3 separate regions of the Mus musculus genome follow, and all the other regions are linked to region 2. A link is a contact called in public HiChIP or PLAC-seq and Micro-C data. All regions are on one chromosome and are shown on one strand. The core of a region is the stretch at or near the end of the contact, and the rest is flanking DNA. Distances in the headings are between cores, read along the strand shown.

Region 1 (3,235 bases), core at 536-3,035, 1.0 Mb after region 2:
CAGACACTATTAGGATAAAATGTATTTTTTAAATGTGATAAATTATGAGAAAGCATAACTCAAACTCAAAACAGATGAGTGGTCGAAAAGGAAAAGACATTAAGAATTGTATTTGAAGATGTTCCCTCACACCCTGGGCCAAGTTTCTGGGAGCCAGATAAATTGAACTTGCAAGGGTTAGCTGAAAGTCTCGCCTGCACACCATGTGTGAAAGGGCCACCTTGAGACGTTTAAAATTCAACATTTTGATTTCGGGAAAGATTTCCCATGAGAAGGGTTTTAGAACAGGGAAACCCGGCTGTTTGTTCGATTTCCTTTCCAATGCCAAGAAAGGTACGATGGGGAGACATACCTCACAAATCTCTCTGTCAGCTGGTGGACAAAATTATAAATTTCAATCCAGTTATTTGCTACACTGCCAGACCTGAAAAAGGAAGATAAATTGATCAGAAAGACAAAAAGTGGGCCTTAATGGCAAACATTTCTTCAGTTTTAAAAGGCGCATGATGGGGGGTGGAGGTCGGGGGTCAGGGATAGGGGGCGGGGACTGACTCCCCTCTTCAAAGTTAAGTGTGCTTGTTCATGTCCATGTTCAGAGCTGAAACTTTAGTGTTTGGGCTGAATCAAGGAAACCAGGAAGACCACACTTCTTGGGGGGGGGGGGGGGGACACTTGCTTTGTACTGTTTAGAGAGAGACCTGGCTTTTCAAAATAAAAACACAAGCCCTCATTTCTCAGGAAATGCAAGCCACATTGGGTATATTAAGGCTTTCCCCCCCCCCCCCTGGCTCCCAGTGTGATCAGGATAAAATTAGGCAAACTTTAGAATGTCCGTGGGGGTCTAGGGGGAGTATGATAAAGAGGCACAAAAGTTCCTGGGAGGAAACGAGCTGCAGGTGGCCACACTACCGTTTCCCAAAAGATTCCAGGACAAAAAAAGCACTGCACGCCTCTCCTTTGGAGAACCAAGTAGCCCTGGAGTCTCGCAGCCCCTATTCCTGTACAGCTAATGAGCTTGCCTTTGAAAGGAGTCAGCCACATGCACACTAGGGAGAGTTCCCTCGTCGCCTCCCCCAGAATCCAAACACATCTCAACTTCAGTCCTAGCTGATTCAGAGCTGCCCTCCCCCCAGGAGACCCTGACCCCACAGTCCTCCTTCACTCACTTGTCCAGTACGAAGTACAAATCGAAGGCTTTTTTGCAAGAGGGCTGCTCCTGGGCTTGCAGCAACGACCCCGGACCGCCCACAGCCAACAACCACAGGCCAGGGAACAGCCAGCTCCCAGGGCTGCGCGCCCGGGACCGACCGGCCACCATCCTGTGGCCGGGGCCCGGCAGCTCTCTCTGGCTCACAGTCCCTTGGGCTCGGGGTTCTGGGCTCCGGGCTTCACAGAGCAGAGACGTGAAAGAGGCGGAGTCACCGGGGACTCGCCCGGGGGTCAGAGGCTGAGCGGGGCTGGGATGCCCTCTCCAAGCTCAGAGCCACCCAACAGCTGCCACTGAGGAGAGAGAGCGAGGTCCTGGGAGGACAAAGAGAGTCTCCGCAGCCGCCACAGCTGCCGCCGGAACTCTGGGCAAATCCCAGTGGACAGAGTCCAGTTCTCCCACTCCGGATTCCGGAGAGTTGCTGCAGACAATGAGGCCCGCAGCGACAGCTCTCGGGACAAGTTCCTCGCCTCCCGCTGAGTCTCCGGCGCCCACCCGGGAGCAGAAAGGCTGGCGTCTAGCTGCGGTGGTGAGCTGCGGGACAGGCACCCGCGGACCCCACGATCGCCGCGGGAACTCAGCCGAGTCCTCCTCTTCCGCCTCTCTTCCTCGGACCGCCCAACTCCTCGCGGCACTTTATAACTTTCTTCCCTGCCCCAACCTGGCGCCGCGCCGCGCGGGGCGAGCCTCTGCAGCCCGGGATGCTAAGCACCCGGGGGAGCGGCAGGCCGCCGGGCACCTCAGGCCTGGGGGGTGGGAGTGGGCGCTGACCGGTCTGCTCGTGCGAGCCCGAGGGCGGGGCGCCGGGAGGAAGCCCGACGAGCCACACAAGCACACTTGAGGGTTCGTGCTGAGCAGCGGATGACTAACGCCTGCCAGATTTCGGAAGGGAGAGAGGAGTTCTGAAAAACAAACGTCCTCTAGATACTAAACATATCCAACTCTCCCGCAAGCCTGGCCCGGCCTGTTTTCCCCAGCTGTGCTGGAACGGCCCTCCGCGTGGTTTAGAGACTCAGGACCAGCTGTCTCCTGGATAGTGACGGCCTTATGCCTCATCCCTCCGCACCTTTCATCCATCACACACCGACCTAGTGACGCAGGATTTAAGGTTTAAGAAAGGGGACTTCCTCTTTTCTTTCTCTTTTTTTTTCTATTTGATAATTTTTCCATTTTTCATTAATTCTGAGAGTTTCATGCGACGTGTACTGATCATATATATTTTTCACACACACACACCCAACACCTCCCTACCCCTAACTCCTCTGAAATCAACCCTCACCTCCCTACACACACCTCAACTTCGTGTCCCTTTTGTCAAGAACCCATAGACTCCAATTTGAGCAGTCTATATACTCCTGGTCCACGTGGGGACCATTCAATGGAGTAGGTTTAGCCTTCAAAGAACCACACCCTTAAAGAAAACCATAGCCCCACTCGGAAGCCTTCTACTGTGCATAGCTCCAGGGTGACCGGTGGGATTTCATTAAAAAAAAAAAAAAAAAAAAAAAGTTTCCCACTCCATGCTAGCAGGTTGACTGGCTTGATCTTCTGAGGATATTGTGCGACAACCTCAGCGGCTGTGTGTTCATGCATGCAGCAATCCCGTCATGCCCAGAGGCCAGCGCTGAGCTGTAGTGCCCCTGACCTAGAGTTCTGTGAATCTTTTCACTCACCTTACTCCCACCCTTTGTGGATTGTCCTGGAACGTTAAGGAGGGCTTGTGATTTGTATGTCCCATTTGTGGCTGGGCAATCCACGAGCATTTATTCTCTTCGATTTGACCATTTGTGGGTTTGTGCATTAACCACCATCCCCTGCACTGAGAAACTTGTCTGATGAGGTCTCAGAGTTGCGCTGGCTGATCTACAAGTAGAGAGACATGAATTCAGAGGGTCGTTTGCTTTGATGTCCATTTATTTGACATCAAAGTAATAGGTTCATTCCTGTGGCCCATGAGCACCACAGCCACAGGCTCTTGGAGTATCTTGGAGAAAGATACGTTTCTTTCTGTGGAGTGAGCCTTAATCC
Region 2 (3,450 bases), core at 882-3,381:
CGGGTTTTCAGGCTTGCATGCACATTTCCTCGAAACTCAATGGATGCCTTGGTGGTGACTTGTTTTCAGTAGGGTCCTAAACATTAACTTTCAAAATCCCCAGTCAGGATCTGTGGGTTCAAGGAAGTGCTTTTCTTTACCAAAGCAATGGTGGCCTTATGGTTATGGGTTTTTTATTCTCGTGTTCTGATGAGGTTAAGTTGTGTGAGGCCCAAACTGCTTGTTAAGCCAATCCAGTTTTGAATCGCACAAAATGACTAGATTTCTCCACTATTCTGCTTGAAAAAAACCACAACTAACTGTTGGAGAAAGGCGACTCCTAAGACTCCTCACAGTAAGGAAGATGGCCAGCTCATTTCTAAATGGAAACTCCCAAGTGCCACAACACATCAATCATCTGACATGTAATCCGACTTCCACTGAGCTGGAATGTACTTTAAATGTCAGGCCTTTGGATGAAGAATGTCAGTTTAGTGGGTTATGTGGCAGAAATGCCTGAATCTGGAGCCCTGTGTGTGTCGGACAAACAGCTTCTCTTCAAACAGCAGAGAGAAGAGTGAACAGAGGGTTATAAGCTGTCTTTTGAATAAGCATATTTCCTAATGTCTCTGCCCGTACCTCATTAAAAAGACAAAGAAAACAGCGGCGGAGAAAACATCATTAGGCTGATATTTGAGAAAATTGGAGAAATATTACACTATGGGTAGAGAGAAAAATTTACATTTTTTAGCTTAAGAAATTGGGAACTTCAAGCACCGTTATTATTATTTTAAATTAAAAGATCTTGGCATGCATTCCAGGCTGGCCTCCGATTCGTGGTTCTCTTGCTTCAGCTAGAATTAGCCTCGGGCTACCGAACCTATTTTCTATAGAGGCCAAGCTAGGCCTGATGGCGAGGCTTGCTCATAATCCCAGTACTAGGGGGCACAATGGCAGAGACAGGAAGATCACAAGTTTAAGGCTATCTCTGGTAGCTAATGAGGTCCAGGCCAGCTCAGGCTGTATGTGACTCCATGTCCAGGAAGTGGGCTGGAGCGAAAATCCTTCTCTTTGCACATTTTCTCCATTTTGCCATCCTTTCCACTCCCACATGCCCTCTGCCCGAATTCCTGTGCCCTTCCCACTGGCATGAGACTCTTGCAGTTTATGAAAAGTGAGGCAATCGGGAGTTCTTTTTCCAACGGGCGAATCTTTTGTTCGGGTGGGGTCAGAGATTGGTGCTGCCTCTGTTTCCAAACAGTCCTAAGTCTGCCGGCCTGGACTAAGGATCTGACCCTAACCTACTTTTTCAGAATGGCTGAAAGCGAGTAACTAAGACTTTTGATGCTCCAGGCCACAAGCCAGCTGTGTGACCTTGGGCGACAGGGTTACGTCTTCTCCAGCCAATGGCGATTAATGATATTTAAAAATCTTAATATCTTTTTCTGAACACAATCGCACGGCTCCGACATTGTACACACAGAGCTTTTAAAGCTCTCCCAAGTAATTCTTAAACCGCAGAACGCTTCTGAGAGCAAACATCCGGTACAGTGCGAGGACACCTGGGCTTCGCAAGTCGCCCCGTGGGAACCTGCGAGCTTCGCGCTGCTCCTCCGCCCACGCTCCGGGGAGCCCTGGAAAACCGATCCTCTCGGGATAGAGTCTGGAAAACTGGCTGAGACTCGAAGCCGGCAGCTTCCGAGAGTGGGTCACGCTGCTGGCGGCATTTAAGGACTCCAGAGCGGCACACACAATTCCAACCCGAGTAGCCCCACCGATCCGCGTGGGTTCCACCTCCTTGATAACCCGGACCCCGGACTTCACCCCTAGCCCCAGCCCCCACGTCGATGTGCCCGTTCCTCCTCCACGTGACACGGGCCGGAACCGTCACTTCCGGCGGCGGGGACAGCGCGCTTGCGCGCGGGGCTCGGCGCCCGGCTCTGCAAGCGGTTGGCACCGGCGCCGCGCCCCCCAACAGCCGCAAGGGGCGGGCGGCATCGGTGTGAGCCGGGCCGGGCCGAGCTGCGGTCTCCAGGGCACGCAGGCCGCCGGGCCTAGCGCCACGCCCCCCTCGGCCGGCCCCTCCCTCTTCCCGGGCAGCTCGCGCCCCGCGCGCCAGGCTCCGCCCCGGCCCCGCCCCGGCCCCGCCCTCCCCGCTGGCTCTGCGGGCGCCGGGCAGCTGCAGCGGGCGGCCAGGGCTGCGCGCTCGGGACGCGCGGAATGTGAGGCGCGGCGAGCCGCTGCGCACCGACGCTCGCGCGCGCGAAGGGCGGCGACCCCTCGAAGACGGTCGGCCGCGCCCGGCGCTCCGCTGTGCGACGCGCGGGTCTGGGCTCTCGCCCTCGCGCGCCCTAGTGCCCTCCTGGTGCCCTCCAGCGCGCCGGCGGGACCATGAAGAAGTTCTCTCGGATGCCCAAGTCGGAGGGCAGCGGCGGCGGGGCGGCGGCTGGCGGGGCCGCGGGCGGCGGGCTCGGCGGCGGCTTCGCAAGCTCGTCCATGGGGGTCCGGGTGTTCGCCGTCGGCCGCTACCAGGTCACCCTGGAGGAGTCGCTGGCCGAAGGTACGGGCGCGGCGGGAGGCAGGTGAGGGAGGCCGGGGTGTGGCGGCGGCTGCGGGGCCGGCCCGGCGGCGGCTGGACAGTGGCTCCGGTGTGAAGCCGCTGGCAGCTCCGGTGCGGGCACGATTGCCTGCTTAGGAGTTTGAAATCTTTCTCTGTTCTTCCTGGCGCGAGGAAAGAAATAGAAGACGTCCCAGTAAGTGATGTGGTGTCATGATTGGACCCGTGACTCATTAGGGGGTCAGATGGAGCAGTGCTGGGACACTGTCTGGCCGGTGTCCTGCGTTGCTTTCGGGTCCGAGCCTCCCGGACTTCCAGGGCGGTGGACTCCGCTGGGGTTTGTTTCTGCTAAAAACCAAAACAAAACAGGACTCCCAAACCACTGTATATGGCTATATGTATACAGATAATATGTCTCTCTCTCTCTCTCTCTCTGTGTATGTGTGTGTGTGTTGGCACGGTCTTCCAAGTTCAGTGGCTGCTTAGGGGTGGCGTGTGGGAGTAAACTTGAAGCACGTTTATCTTCGTTGTTTAGAATCTTCACACAAGGTCCCGTTTTTTGTCCTCTCTGTGTCATTTTGTTAGTACTTTAACAGGCAAAGTGGAACAGTTTAACTTTTCCATGTGAGGTTTTGGTGGCTCTTTTATTGTCTGAAGGAGGTTATGACAGCGTGTAAAAGCATAGCTAGGGAAAACAAAGTTTACTCCGTGTTAAAAATATTTCTTGACTTTAGTTTTGTATCTCTGGTGTAATTGGTTTGTAGAAAATACTTTCTGATTTCTTATTGCATGCCTTGACCTCTGAAGTTTTGAATGTGGAATATTAAGAAATATGTTGAAAAAGTCCCTGAGAAATAATCTCTTGTATGTATGTGAGTGACTTAAAAATAAGAATAAGAAAACCAGAGACTGTA
Region 3 (3,203 bases), core at 79-2,578, 1.6 Mb after region 2:
ATGTTCAGGTCCAGTGAGAATAAAGTGTAACTTTTCCCTTTAGCTACCTACGTTTTAATATTGAATACTTTTTTTTTAAAGATTCTGTTTCTTTTTGTATTATTATTAGATATTTTCTTTATATACATTTCAAATTTCAAATGCTATCCCGAAATTTCCCTATACCCTCCCTCCGCCCTGCTCCCCTACCCACCCACTCCCGCTTCTTGGCCCTGGCATTCCCCTGTACTGGGGCATATAAAGTTTGCAATACCAAGGGACCTCTCTTCACAGTGATGGCCAACTAGGCCATCTTCTGCTATATATGCAGCTAGAGACACAAGCTCTGGGGGTACTGGTTAGTTCATATTGTTGTTCCACCTATAGGGTTGCAGACCCCTTCAGTTCCTTGGGTACTTTCTCTAGCTTCTCCATTTGGGGCCCTATGTTCCATCTTATAGATGACTGTGAGCATCCACTTCTGTATTTGCCAGGCACTGACATAGCCTCATATGAGACAGCTATACCAGGGCCCCTTCATCAAAATCTTGCTGGCATATGCAAACCATATGGTTTGGTGGCTGATTATGGAATGGATCCCCTGGTAGGGTAGTCTCTGGATAGTCCATCCTTTCTTCTTAGCTCCAAACTTTGTCTCCATAACTCCTTTCATGGGTATTTTGTTCCCTATTCTAAGGAGGAATGAAGTATCCACCCATTGGCCTTCCCTCTTTTTGATTTTCTTGTGTTTTGCAAATTGTATCTTAGGTGTTCTATGCTTCTGGGCTAATATTGAATACTTTTAATGCTTTAACAAATTGGCTGTAGTGTGATGCTAAATAAGACAGAATATTGTTGCCCTGGGACCACTAAGATATATTTCTGGTTACTTCTTAGATGCTTTGGAAATTTCTAGAAATTACCCGTGAAAGCTAGAGGATTTCTTGCCTTTGAAGATTTTCTTAGCAATTATTTTTATTCTTTGATGAGCAACCCTCCCCAAATTGTCAGCTCTGGCTGTGGATATGGGTGATGGTCATTTGCTCTTGTCAAAGTCCGTGAGACACGGTGCCCTTTCCCTTACTTTCCTCATTACTAGTACACTGCTAAAGCCCTGCTAATTTTTTGTTCATATTCACTTACCTATGTTTTAATCAGCTCCTCTTTCCCACAAACCTGTTTGTCCATCTCCACCAATACTGAATAAGTCCTATTTGCTTTCAAGTTACTGCTCCTGTTCTGCATTTTGTTTTGGCGTTGGTGGAAGACTGGTCATTAAGTCACCATGTGAAACAATTCCTTTATCCCTACCCCAAGTAGCTGCTCCCACATATGCAGTGGAAGAAAGACACAAGCAGCAGCTGCCTTAAGGGGTGCTCTTGACTAGTTCCAGTGCAGGTGAGTGAGCAAGTGAAGTGAGAATCTCAAAGCAGAGCCTTGCAGAGCCGGTGAGCTCAAGAATACGAGAGAGACACTGGCTCAGCTTGGCAACCAAGTGAACCCTCTTCGTCAAGTGGAAACTCAAGGGTTCTCTAGAATGGCATTTGTGTTGGATGGTATTCTGTGGGAGCCAACACTTGAAGGAGTGTTTTCCTGAAGTGGACACAAGCGAAAAGATGTTTTGCTTAAATACACACCTGAAGGAGCATTTCCCTGAAGCAGACACAGGTGAAAGGATGTTTTGCTAAAGCAAAGGAGGTGGGATGAAGGATTCTTTGCTCATAACCTGTATGTGTTAGTTTGTTGTATGTGTTGTTGAGCTCCGTTTGTTGTGACTCCATAAAGAGAAATGCACCCAAAAGCTTCTTGAGAGGTTCCTGTGGTTTCCTGTGGCTGCTCCTGCAGACTTGGGCTGATTGGCAGAGTGACACAGCTGAGACAGACTCACTGGGGTTTTGCTAAGACAGACTTAGTTGCTGAGGCAAGACACCTGGTGAGGCAAGACCTATGGAGGACATGTGCTGGTTAGAGGGAGTATAAATAGGATCCAAAGGGCAGTGACAGGGGCTTGGCTTGTTTGCATAGCTAGCTTTGTAATGCTTTTTTTTTTTCTCCACTCTGCTAAGATGGGCAAGTTGGGAACCTACTTCTGGTGTCCCTGGTGGTCTGTTTTCTTCTGCTGACTCATTCCAATTCAGCTGAGGCCGAGCTGTTTCTGCTAGGTTGTGCCACACTGCTGATTTGTGTTTGCTATGCTGACAGTACCGAGTTGGACTGCTGGTGTGTCTGTGAAGTGTTTGTGAGTGGATCAAGCTGCCACTGCCCAACTGCTGATTTCCTGATAACGCAGATGGGATTTGTTCCAAAGAACAATATCTAAGCAGGTCCACTTCTTCCGTATCCTAATAACTTTTCTTTTACCTCTGGTGGGTGGTGGGCTAGAAGAGAGGTTAGAGCATTTAAGAGCCGTTATTAAAAATAGGGTTGAGAAAAAAATTTAAGCTTACATCTTGCAGAAAAGCAGATTCATCCACAGCTTCTAATGTCCCCTGGTAGTCTTTTTCCCTTTCTTTGGTGAGGACAAATATGGGTAGATGGTACTATATTTCCTCCTGCTCTTTGACCAATCTCACCCCAACTTTCCTATCATTTTGTCCCACACAGAGCCTTCAGAAGGCCCTTCTTACTCTCTGCCCTTAACTCTTTGATTGGGAATAAATACTTCTCTAAGCCCACATTCCATCCCTTTCTTTTCTTCTCCGTCCTCTCTCCCTTCCTGTTGTTCTTCTGGTAACCGTATACTGTGTTTGCTTTCCACATTTATGCCCAGTGATCTCTGTGAAGACAAGGGAAGGAAATGTGTGTCTTATATTTCATTCTTGTCTGAACTGGAAGTTTGTCTTCCTTCAAAACAATCACAATGGTCACTGAGACTGTACTTTGGTTATTTCTGTCTGAAACCACTCCTAAGTGGCATTTCCTGTCTTGCCTTTTTCTACAAAACCTCCTAGTTAGATGTTCTCTGAAGATCTACCCCAGTGCCCTTCACTCCCTTTTATTTTCTATTGTCTTTTGACAGCAAGAGTCAACCTCTGGACCAAATCTCCATTTGTATGTAAGTTCTCTTGACACTTTCTTCTATAGGCAACTGAACGTCTTCTCCATCTCAGCCCACAATATTTGACTATTATACCACATTCACAATATCTTGTTAAAATAACACTCAACTTTTATTTTCTACCTTTTTGACCATACAAGACACCAAATGCCTGTTTAACAATTGT

Evidence for each region. A called contact is a pair of places that touch in the nucleus more often than the background predicts. HiChIP or PLAC-seq counts read pairs in DNA pulled down with a chosen protein or histone mark.
Region 1: a Micro-C map of muscle stem cells shows a contact between it and region 2, with 6 times the contacts expected there. The contact joins the promoter of Antxr2 here to the promoter of Bmp2k in region 2. A contact is called at or near these places in 3 of 39 promoter capture datasets (liver and pre-B cells), 2 of 484 Hi-C or Micro-C datasets (muscle stem cells and pre-B cells), 4 of 115 datasets of contacts at active chromatin or transcription factors (the 230-238 cell line, embryonic stem cells, large pre-B cells and 1 more) and 2 of 9 other capture datasets (adipose tissue and liver).
Region 3: a contact with region 2 is called in an H3K27ac HiChIP or PLAC-seq map of embryonic stem cells, with 6 times the contacts expected there. The contact joins the promoter of 1700010H22Rik here to the promoter of Bmp2k in region 2. A contact is called at or near these places in 1 of 39 promoter capture datasets (hippocampal neurons) and 1 of 115 datasets of contacts at active chromatin or transcription factors (embryonic stem cells).

What each region holds. Positions count from the first base shown.
Region 1 is chr5:98,029,232-98,032,466 of GRCm38.p6, forward strand. Antxr2 (anthrax toxin receptor 2) reads right to left here and starts at 1,786. Exons shown (of 17, transcript NM_133738.2): 1 at 1,167-1,786; 2 at 353-424. The coding sequence starts at 1,318. It also overlaps Gm42759.
Region 2 is chr5:96,995,558-96,999,007 of GRCm38.p6, forward strand. It overlaps Bmp2k (BMP2 inducible kinase), which reads left to right and starts at 2,132. Exons shown (of 16, transcript NM_080708.1): 1 at 2,132-2,539. The coding sequence starts at 2,371.
Region 3 is chr5:98,567,229-98,570,431 of GRCm38.p6, forward strand. 1700010H22Rik (a long non-coding RNA gene) reads right to left here and starts at 1,329. Exons shown (of 5, transcript XR_003955945.1): 1 at 1-1,329. The region is part of intron 3 of Cfap299 (cilia and flagella associated protein 299); the gene reads left to right. All of the region lies in intron 1 of Gm42122 (a long non-coding RNA gene), which reads left to right.